2 separate regions of the Salmo salar genome follow, and region 2 is linked to region 1. A link is a contact called in public Hi-C data. All regions are on one chromosome and are shown on one strand. The core of a region is the stretch at or near the end of the contact, and the rest is flanking DNA. Distances in the headings are between cores, read along the strand shown. Region 1 holds the start of LOC106572818 (ski oncogene). Region 2 overlaps LOC106572818 (ski oncogene).

What was found. Hi-C and Micro-C count contacts between places; a contact is called where the count stands out from the background.
Region 2: a Hi-C map of gill shows a contact between it and region 1, with 2.4 times the contacts expected there. The contact joins the enhancer-like site here to the promoter of LOC106572818 in region 1. A contact is called at or near these places in 2 of 3 Hi-C or Micro-C datasets (gill and muscle).

What each region holds. Positions count from the first base shown.
Region 1 is chrssa15:99,750,304-99,755,399 of Ssal_v3.1, reverse strand. It overlaps LOC106572818 (ski oncogene), which reads right to left and starts at 1,371. Exons shown (of 6, transcript XM_014147322.2): 1 at 1-1,371. The coding sequence starts at 698.
Region 2 is chrssa15:99,807,529-99,812,981 of Ssal_v3.1, reverse strand. The region is part of intron 1 of LOC106572818 (ski oncogene); the gene reads right to left. Among protein-coding and RNA genes, the nearest start is that of LOC106572818, 56 kb to the right of the region's middle. Within about 2 kb of position 3,516, at least 1 of the 13 cell types and tissues checked has an H3K27ac peak or open chromatin away from gene starts, as enhancers often do. A contact at or near this core is called in gill, where this site is marked.

The DNA of each region.
Region 1 (5,096 bases), core at 122-2,621:
TACATGAGTCTGCAGTCCATGCACTGGATGCAGGCTGCGTTGGGGCTGGTGTACAGCTCCGGGACGAAGAGACCCTTGCACTTTCCGAAACACTCGTGGTATATTTTGAGGCTTTTCTCCGTGAACTCCAGCTCCAGTGAGCCCGTGAACTCTTTCTTGCAGTGCGGCGGGTAGGTGCCTCCGTAAATCAGGGCATTGCACAGGCGCTCCGCATCCGTTTTGGTGATGAGTCCGCAGGAAGGCGCGGAGAAGGGGAGAATCCCCATGACTTTGAGGATCTCCAGCTGTTCTGCCGTGCACCTGGAGCAGTAGATGTGGAGGTCGTCGCACACCGAGTTGATCTGTTGAAGGGAGAAATCCCGCAGTACGGTGTTGAGGATCTGCGGCAAGCACAGCCGTTTCTCGCCGCCGACCACGAAACAGGAGACAGTCTCGGTCTCCAGGACCGTCTCGCACCTCTCCGTGGAGCGGTCGGAGGGGATGAAGAGGGGTCCCGGCATCACTGTCGGCGGCTGCATGGGAAGATGCAGCACGGGCTCGGGCTCTTTCCCATCCTTCTTGAACAGGAGGTCATGTGGCCATCGAGCAGAAAACGCCGCCGGTCCGCCAAGGGAGCTCATAGAACTCAGATGAAACTGCTTGAGAGTTTGTTGCAGTCCTGGGTGAGGTTGGAAGCTTTGGCGAGTTACAGTCTCCATGTTTTCACTACGACTTTGAAAGCGAGAGTTCCTTTCAACTGGGGCAAACTAAAACAAATGAAAGCCACGATAGGTTCCGGTTCCTTGTAAATCCAAGGTCTCCGAGAATTAGCCAAGTGCAGAAAGCGCTTCATCAAATATCCACAAAAAAGTCCCGAGCAGTGAGTTTCCAATTCCGTTGAAGAGCCTACTAAGCGAATGGTGACACGGGCGAGTCTTCCCCTGCAGTACACTCCTGACAGTCCATATCTAAAACGCGTCCCTCTGAAACTCCTCCAAAAATGAATAATGCTTTTGAAGTTTCAGAAAAAGTATCGACCGATAAAGCAAAGCCTTCTCCCTCTATGTATCCGGTATAAAACAGTAAAACCCCGCGTGGAACCTCCTTTAAACTGTGGAATACTGCAGTATAGCCGGACGCATACACTCCGTCTGCCCCTGCTGTTTGATATGCCTGTGTACTGGAGATGGCTAGTCTGTGAGCTGGGTTGCGCTTGCTCGCTCACTCGCCCCTCTCTCTCTCCCTCACAGCCCCCTATCTCAGTGTTTGTGTGTGTCTGGCTCAGTCATTGAATCCCAGCCAAAAAAATGTGACTGACTCCGCAGGCTGGCTCTTCCAGGAACAAGTCGTCACTCCCCCACTTTTCCAAGCAGCCTTGTAAAGTCGGAAAAAACACAAGGCTTAAGCGTGAATCAATTGGTTCACAGCTAAGAACGGCTGTAACCCACTGAGGTGTAATAAGAACGCTGTAACCGAAAGAGGATGGGTGGAGTTTGCAACAGACAGTCAAATTTTGACTTTGAGGGGAAATGCAAATTGTACGACTGACTGCGGTTTATTTATTGAGGGCCATTTTTTTCAGGCTGGCTTAAACTGTTATAATGGCGGAAACTAGGGAAAAATCGATATCAGGGGCACATAGCAACATATGACTAATAATAATAATTAATTAATAATCTGTGATAATTACAATAATCATTATTATGACTTGTATTTATTATTATTATGTGGATGCATGCACCATACCAATTCCATTCATTTTACGCATAGGCTAACCTATTTTACGCATAGGCTCACCTATTTTACGCATAGTCTCAACTATTTTACGCATAGGCTCACCTATTTTACGCATAGGCTCACCTATTTTACGCATAGGCATAAAGTGACACCTATAGTTGTGCCAATTAATTGCACAAGCGCGGCTATACTTCACGAGCTGCCCAACAGTAGTAGCGCAGTCTATGAAATGAAACAATTATGTTTGAGTCACTTTTCTCCTGGGTTTTGAGAATTAATTATAATGTGCAACATCGAGGGCATGGGATGAAATACGCACACTTCAAACTTATGAACAATTGAGCAGTGCAGTCAGTGGGTGTTAGGTTACGATCAAGTCCAGCTAATCATTCCTATTGTGCTGAAAATAATTGGAAAAAGTGAACAAATTGCAAACTGAATTTGCACTGTGCATTTAAAATGTACGTTGTTACTGGTCTGTAATTAACTTTGTTAATTTGGCTATTTCTTCCATGAATGTAATTGAATGACTAATACAGCCTAATACATTTATGGAGAATAGACCTCTACCTTTTTATTACAGGTCTTCATGTTCCCCCCATGTGAAGTAGCCTATGCTACATAATAATACATGACACACAATTTATATAAGGCTTCAACAGATTCATAAAACTAACTGTATGCCAGTCTGCACCAGGCATTGCAATTTTGTTCATTTGGTCAGCTCTGTTGTTGTTTGCTGTTATCTCCAATCAGATGCGTCATGGCGCATAGGGGGGATTTGTCCTGTTAAAAAATACTGCTAGCCACCTAGCAATTTTATGAAATTGGCTATAGCTAGCTCAGATAGGTTGCCAACCTCATTACTAGCTACCAAGAAGCCATTTCAGCCTATAAGGGAAAGGGGGATACCTAATCAGTTGTACAACTGAATGTATTCAACTGAAATGTGTCTTCCGCATTTAACCCAACCCTTCTTAATCAAGTTAGAGTAGCTAGCTTGTGTATTTTAGCTGGCATACCTGCTGACATTGGTTGGCAAACTTTAGAAAAGCAAGAAAAAACCAAATTTACTGATTAAGACTCACATTCCTTTAAATATTTTACCCAGATTTTAGCAGAGATGCAGAGAAGCATATTTAGGTTCTTTAAAAAAGAAACACCAGTCAAGAGGATACAGACAGCTCAAGAGGTATGCTTAGATATAGATGGGTTTTTTACACAGAATTAAGCATAACAATTATGGCTCTAGATTGCAGGAAAAAAGCTGTTTCATTTGTTTTAAAAATGCTAAATTCTCCAATTTACAGTCAGGGGCCTAGCCCCCCTCCGTACCACCCCACTGTCATCCTCATGTACTTTGTGCCGCCTAAAATTTTTGGGGTACATGACGCCCCTGTCTCCAACATTCCAAGGCACTGCATCTCAGTGATAGAGTCATTAGAGTCACTACAGACCCTGGTTCGATTCCAGGCTGTATCACAACAGGCCGTGATAGGGCGGCACACAATTGGTCCTAGTGTTGTCCGGGTTAGGACTTGGCCGGTGTAATTGCCTAGTTAAATAAATACAAAATAGAAATAACACTTGATGTGATGTGAGCCAAGAATGAAAGGTGAGGCTATTGTTTGCTGTTACTGTAGCTCCCCCTAGCCATGAGGCAATGTAAATGCAACCTAATGGCAATTGTAGAGATGCTCCCTCATAGAGGTCATTACAATATCAATTATGGCATACATTAGTACTGCAGATATTAATTGAATCAATATTGGCATATAGAAAACGCAATCATGAGTAGGAATCAATGTCAATGTGATGGATCTTCTGACCCAGAGACCAATGACCAATCTGTTATAAGGAGTTTATACGCCAATCATAAGCTACCCTCTAGATAGGCAATTCAAGTGCTAAAGAAGTCTACACCAACAATCTCAACCGTTTTCCACAATGGATCAGTCCAATCGTCTTTAAAACAAATGACAATTATGACAATGTTTGAATACAAGTGGACGTAGCCTTGTACAAATGAAGTTTCATTCTACAAGATAGATTTTGAACCATCAATGACACAGTTGGGTTGAGAGAAGGGTCTTTTTTCGAGCCTGGTCCCATATCTGTTGGTGCGCTATCATGTCAACTCATTGCAATGCCAAACATGACAAGGAGTGGCAAGGAGTGGAATGATAACAAAGGCTAGTCATTCCACTTTCCGAAAAAATCCATCCAGAGTAGCCAACTGGTCAGGGGGGGTTGCCAGATCTGGAGCTATGGTGGCGAGCTATATCAAACATGGCTGAAGGAAAAGTGACCTTTGTAATGAGCCAGGTGTGGCCTGGGGCTTTATCTATTTGGCAACATGCCTATAATATTGCACTGGTATCTAGTCTACTGAACACTGGTATCTAGTCTACTGAACACTGGTATCTAGTCTACTGAACACTGGTCTCTGGTCTACTGAACACTGGTATCTAGTCTACTGAACACTGGTATCTAGTCTGCTGAACACTAGTATCTAGTCTGCTGTTACACTGGTATCTAGTCTACTGTTACACTGGTATCTAGTCTACTGAACACTGGTATCTAGTCTACTGAAAACTGGTATCTAGTCTAATGAACACTGGTCTCTAGTCTGCTGTTACCCTGGTATCTAGTCTACTGAACACTGGTATCTAGTCTAATGTTACAAAATGATCTAGTCTACTGAACATTGGTATCTAGTCTACTGAACACTGGTATCTAGTCTACTGTTACACTGGTATCTAGTCTACTGAACACTGGTACCTAGTCTACTGAACACTGGTATCTAGTCTACTGAAAACTGGTATCTAGTCTAATGAACACTGGTCTCTAGTCTGCTGTTACCCTGGTATCTAGTATACTAAACACTGGTATCTAGTCTACTGTTACAAAATGATCTAGTCTACTGAACATTGGTATCTAGTCTACTGAACACTGGCATCTAGTCTACTGAACACTGGTATCTAGTCTACTGAACACTGGTATCTAGTCTACTGAACACTGGTATCTAGTCTACTGTTACACTGGTATCTAGTCTACTGAACACTGGTATGTAGTGTACTGAACACTGGTATCTAGTCTACTATTACACTGGTGTCTAGTCTACTGAACACAGGTATCTAGTCTACTATTTCACTGGCATCTAGTCTACTGTCACACTGTTATCTAGTCTACTGTTACACTGGTATCTAGTCTACTGTTACACTGGTATCTAGTCTACTGTTACACTGGTATCTAGTCTACTGTTACACTGGTATCTAGTCTACTGAACACTGGTATCTAGTCTACTATTACACTGGTATCTAGTCTACTGAACACTGGTATCTAGTCTACTGTTACACTGGTATCTAGTCTACTGTAAC
Region 2 (5,453 bases), core at 2,267-4,766, 55 kb before region 1:
TGGTAGGTCCTCCATTCTATCCCACTGCTCTCGGGCGGGTCACAAACCAAAGGCGGCGGCCGTAAACAAAGAAGAAAAAACAAGCCATGTGGGAACCAACTAGCCCATCAACACTGGGGTTAGGGAGAGAGCAGCTTCAGGTCAAGCCCCCCATGTCTTCCTCGCTCAGGTCAGCCCAGGAGCCTTCTCCTTTAATCCTGTTTAGGATTCACATCTGCTCTACCAGGAAGTTCAAGAAGTAGAACCCCCCCCATCCAACAAACAACCTGAAATCCAAAATGGAATCAAATACAACAGGTATTTGTGTAGACCTTACCATGTGTAGACCTTACCATGTGTAGACCTTACCATGAAATGCTATCATTGAGTCAGAAGAAGCACTAGCTAGTGTTACCCCACACAACAAGGACAGGAAGTGTGCAGAAAGAAATAACAGCTGAGAAGAGGGGAGGATAGAAAGGGAGAAAAAAAAGACAGGATGTTGTGGTTGAGGAAAGAACGGAGGGAAAGGGGAAAAAAGAACGAGAGAAAAAGTTGACGCTATCTTTTCCTCACTGGAATCTGTCTTAATTAAAAGGGATTGGTTTTATGTGACTGCCCGAGGGGAGATGGGTTTACTGCAAACATGTTCAGAAATGAGGGAGGAACTAGAGGAGGGAGGGAGGGTGGGAAGGGGCGGAGGCTATGGGAGGGTGAAGTTTATGGGTACTCCTAGTAGCTCACAGTTACGGGGCAAAGCCCTACTTTATTGCAGGCGATGAAAGCTAAATGAATAGGTGGTTTGGAGGTCGGGTGAGAAGCAGATGTATGGGCCTGGCTGAGACTTCTTTTCATCAGTTTTGTGCCCATGCAAATCACAGTGGAAAACCCTGTGTGACTGTTGTCATTCCTGGCTGTGCCTTCAGACTCTTGTCCCTGTAAAAAACGTAATGCAGCTGTTTGTGTACACAAATGAGGTAACATAATATCCCTGATTTAGTCTAAACATTAGGTAAAACACACACAGAGACTCACAGACAGACGCAAACAAACACACACACACACACCAATCAAGGAAATGGCAGAGTGGTAGCAGCCGTGCACTCTACTCTGATCTTTCACTCATCTCAATCTGTTAAATAAAACGCACCCCATCAATCCACAGTCTGTCAGGACTAATATACCTAATCTCTCACACACACATACACACACTATCAATCACGTGGCCCCATGTACTAATGCATCTCATCTTTCATTAATGGGTGGGGGGAAAGCATGAATAAGCAATAATTCTGTTCATACTAAAATGTCTGATAAGCACTCCTTGGCATACAATGGAATGTCATTAGGTTAGGGCCAGCACAGATTTAGAATGGAAAAAAATCGTATGAAAAAATGTAACTACAAAAAAAACGATAATTATAGTATTCGAATGCACTGAGAGGTCTTATGGTGGCGCGTTCCAGCTTGGCTTTGCTTGAGTTGTTTTCTCGACACCAAATATTTGAGGTGATCTGTGCCAGCAAAAACATGACTCTTCCTTTTCAGAGCTGGAGTCTGCTGAGTGAGATGGCAGCCATTTTGTTTCTGTCAGGCTCCATTTTTCATCCACTGTCTGAGGGAGGCTGTTACTCCTCAGTCACTCACTTCAGTCTCTTTCTAACTCTCTCTCTCTGCATCTCTCGCTCCACGCCCTGCAAATTCTTGGATTGAGTTTCCACTTTTTCTTTCCTACATGTGTTTTTTTTTATTCCTTGTACTCTTCGTAGTCTGGCATGGCCTGTGTTATTCACCATAGAAACCGACATAACAGACCGACACAGCTAAGCTCGAGCTCTGCAAACAGAACCAAATAAAATCTCTCATCCAGTCGCTCTGTGCGTAAGGGAATTTTTTTCCCAATGGAAACTCGTGCTATAGTTTAGAGTTGGGAGGTTTGGTAGGGGATTGTGGGTGGGTTAAAATTTGTAACAAAGACGTCATTCGCCAAGACCATCACCGGGAAGGAAGGGGTTTTTAAAGTGTCGGAGTCTGAAAAAAACACCAATCCACATGAAGAAAAAAAGGGGGTAAATGAAAGATGAAATCATCTCTTTCACTTCCCAAGTGTGAATCTGGTTTAAACTTGGCGTCGAGCACACCTTCCCGACCGCTAACACAATTAACTTAGTCGTTCAGGTGGAAAATAGCTTTTCCATTTGATTAGTTTATGATGTGATTCCCCCTAAAACGTGGATTTGTGTTTTAGTTACATAAGTTCTCTCCCTACAATTCTACTTTATTCTACTTCAGTGGCACTAAAACCCAAAACATCTAAAGCTATGTGAAAATCTTTCATCCTGACTGTCAGACCAAGTCGTTTACAGTACATATAAGGACTTATACAGTACCTATGTGCAGAACACACAACAACAGTGTAATTTGTGTTTGTCATAAGTAGGCTACAGTGTGTGTTTATTTATGTATGTGCTTGTAGCAGTGAATAATGTCAGTTGGCATTGGCCAGTGCAGGCCCCAGTCAAACAGTCGTATGTCCCTCCAACCAATCACCTCTCTGCCCTCAGCCAATCTCTGAATAATGTGTCCTTCAAGATTGTGATCGGTGGGTTTGGTTGGAAGTGGAGGTGACACACAGACAAGCTATAGGAAGATGTCATAGCTCCGCTACTTTGTCAGCTCTCAGTCTCTCTTCCATTATCTATCGCTTTCTCCCTCTCTTTATCTCTCCTTATTTCTCTCTCTTTTCAATTAGGTCTCTTTCTTTCCCATTGAGTATTTTGTTCCGGGGTTTGCATCACATCCCAAAACAATCTGTTTGTTCCAGTACTAGGCACACAGAGTTAATCTGCCCCTCTTGCTCACTCAAACGAATGAGAGATGACCGAGTCCCTGATCCAATCTTCATTGTGTGAAGGAATGTTAGTGTTAGCTGATATGCTAGTATAGGTTAGGAAGGAAAAGTAGTTAGTGTTAGCTTATATGCTAGTATAGGTTAGGAAGGAAAAGTAGTTAGTGTTAGCTTATATGCTAGTATAGGTTAGGAAGGAAAAGTAGTTAGTGTTAGCTTATATGCTAGTATAGATTAGGAAGGAAAAGTAGTTAGTGTTAGCTTATATGCTAGTATAGGTTACGAAGGAAAAGTAGTTAGTGTTAGCTTATATGCTAGTATAGGTTAGGAAGTAAAAGTAGTTAGTGTTAGCTTATATGCTAGTATAGGTTACGAAGGAAAAGTAGCTGGCTATCTCTAACCTCTTCCATTAAATATTCAGCTTTCTTTCTGACACAAGCCCATCAACACGACTGTAGCTCGGGCCAGGAACTCCAGTCTAGTGCCAGGAACTGATGTTTGGGCTAATTTGTCCCCGGTGACGCCTCTATAGGCCGCGCACAGAGGGAAATGGCCTAAGTAGGAGAGCAGAAAAGGAAAACAGCTGTCCCTCTCTGAGAAGGGAGGAAATACAAGTGTTCTCTCCAGAGCTAGGCCCCGAGATTTTTTCGACTGACATTTTTCCCCAAGGTTTCTCTTCTCTGTCTCCCTGTGTGTGTCAGAGAGTATATGTTCATTTCTCTCTGCTAGGCCTTCAGACAGGAGGGGAGGCCTGTGGAACAAGGAGAGTCATTAGCTGTTCTCTCTGGTTCTCCCTTTCTCTCTCTCTCTCTCTCTCTCTCTCTCTCTCTCTCTCTCTCCAACTAAGTCATACAGAGCACTCACACTGACCTAGCCAGAGAGAGCAAAAGTGAGGGGGCGTTTCCTACACTTCTTTCATGCTCTGCATCTTGGCTAGATGAGGGGCAGAAGACACAGTTCCATAACCTACCAGCCGAGACGAAGAGACAGGAGAGGGAAGGCAAATGTAAAAGGAGGGAATATGAGAGAAAAAAGAGAGAAAAACACTAAAGAAGAAAAATAAAATATGCATCAGAGGAGAAGCAGGAAGTGCTGCGGAAATTAACATAAAACCTTCCCTGCTCTGCAGCTTGCTGCAAACAAGGCCTGCATTTCCCCCATCATATATATGGTCATAAAATATACATTAGAAAAGTGCAAATTCACATATCCGTTCCTGCAGCAGGTGAGATAGAAACACTGAATGGTCTAGGACAGAGAGGAAGAGGCGAAGCATAAGGTTTTACGCCACCCAGCATCGGTCCACGAAAATAAGTGAGGAATTTTTATATGGAGGTCAATGAGTGTCAAATTCTGTCAAGAAAAAATGGAATTGGTAATTTGCTTTGTGAGGCTTATTTGATCTAATAGAAGTTTCATAATGTTTAGCTTGTTACGAATGGACTATACAGTGCATATACAGTGCATAGAGTGCATAGTGCTACACAGTATTCAGACCCCTTAACTTTTTCCACATTTTGTTAGGTTACATCCTTATTCTAAAATGTATTAAATTGTTTCATTTTTCTCATCAATCTACACAAAATATTTCATAATGACAAAGCAAAAACTGTTTTCTTTTTATGTTGCTAAAAACTTCAAAATCACATTTACATAAGTATTCAGACCCTTTACTCAGTACTTTGTTGAAGCACCTTTGGCAGCGATTACAGCCTCAAGTCTTCCTGGGTATGATGCTACAAGCTTGGCACGCCTGTAATTGGGGAGTTTCTCCCATTCTTCTCTGCAGATCCTCTCAAGATCTTTCAGGTTGGATGGGGAGCGTTGCTGCACAGCTATTTTCTGGTCTCTCCATAGATGTTCGATTGGGTTGAAGTCCGGGCTCTGGCTGGGCCACTCAAGGACATTCAGAGACTTGTCCCGAAGCCACTCCTGGTTTGACTTGGCTGTGTGCTTAGGGTCGTTGTCCTGTTGGAAGGTGAACCTTCGCCCCCAGTCTGAGGTCCTGAGCGCTCTGGAGCAGGTTTTCATCAAGGATCTCTCTGTACTTTGCTCCCTTCATCTTTCCCTCAATCCTGACTAGTCTCCTAGTTCCTGCCGCTGAAAAACATCCCAACAGCATGATGCTGCCACCACCATGCTTCACCGTAGGGATGGTGCCAGGTTTCTTCCAGACATGACGCTTGGCATTCAAGCCAAATAGTTAGATCTTGGTTTCATCAGACTAGAGAATCTTGTTTCTCGTGATCTGAAAGTCCTTTAGGTGCCTTTTGGCTGTCGTGCCTTTTACTGAGAAGTGGCTTCCGTCTGACCATGAGGTTCTTGGTCACCTCCCTAACCAAAGCCCTTCTCCCCCGATTGCTCAGTTTGACCGGACGGTTAGCTCTAGGAAGAGTCTTGGTGGTTCTAAACTTCTTCAATTTAAGAATGATGGAGGCCACTGTGTTCTTGGGGACCTTCAATGATGCAGAAATATGTTGGTACCCTTCCCCGGATCTGTGCCTCGACACAATCCTGCCTCGGAGCTCTACGGACAACTCCTTTGACCTCATGGCTTAGGTTTTTGCTCTGACATGCACTGTCAACTGTGGGACCTTATATAGACAGGTGTGTGCCTTTCCAAATC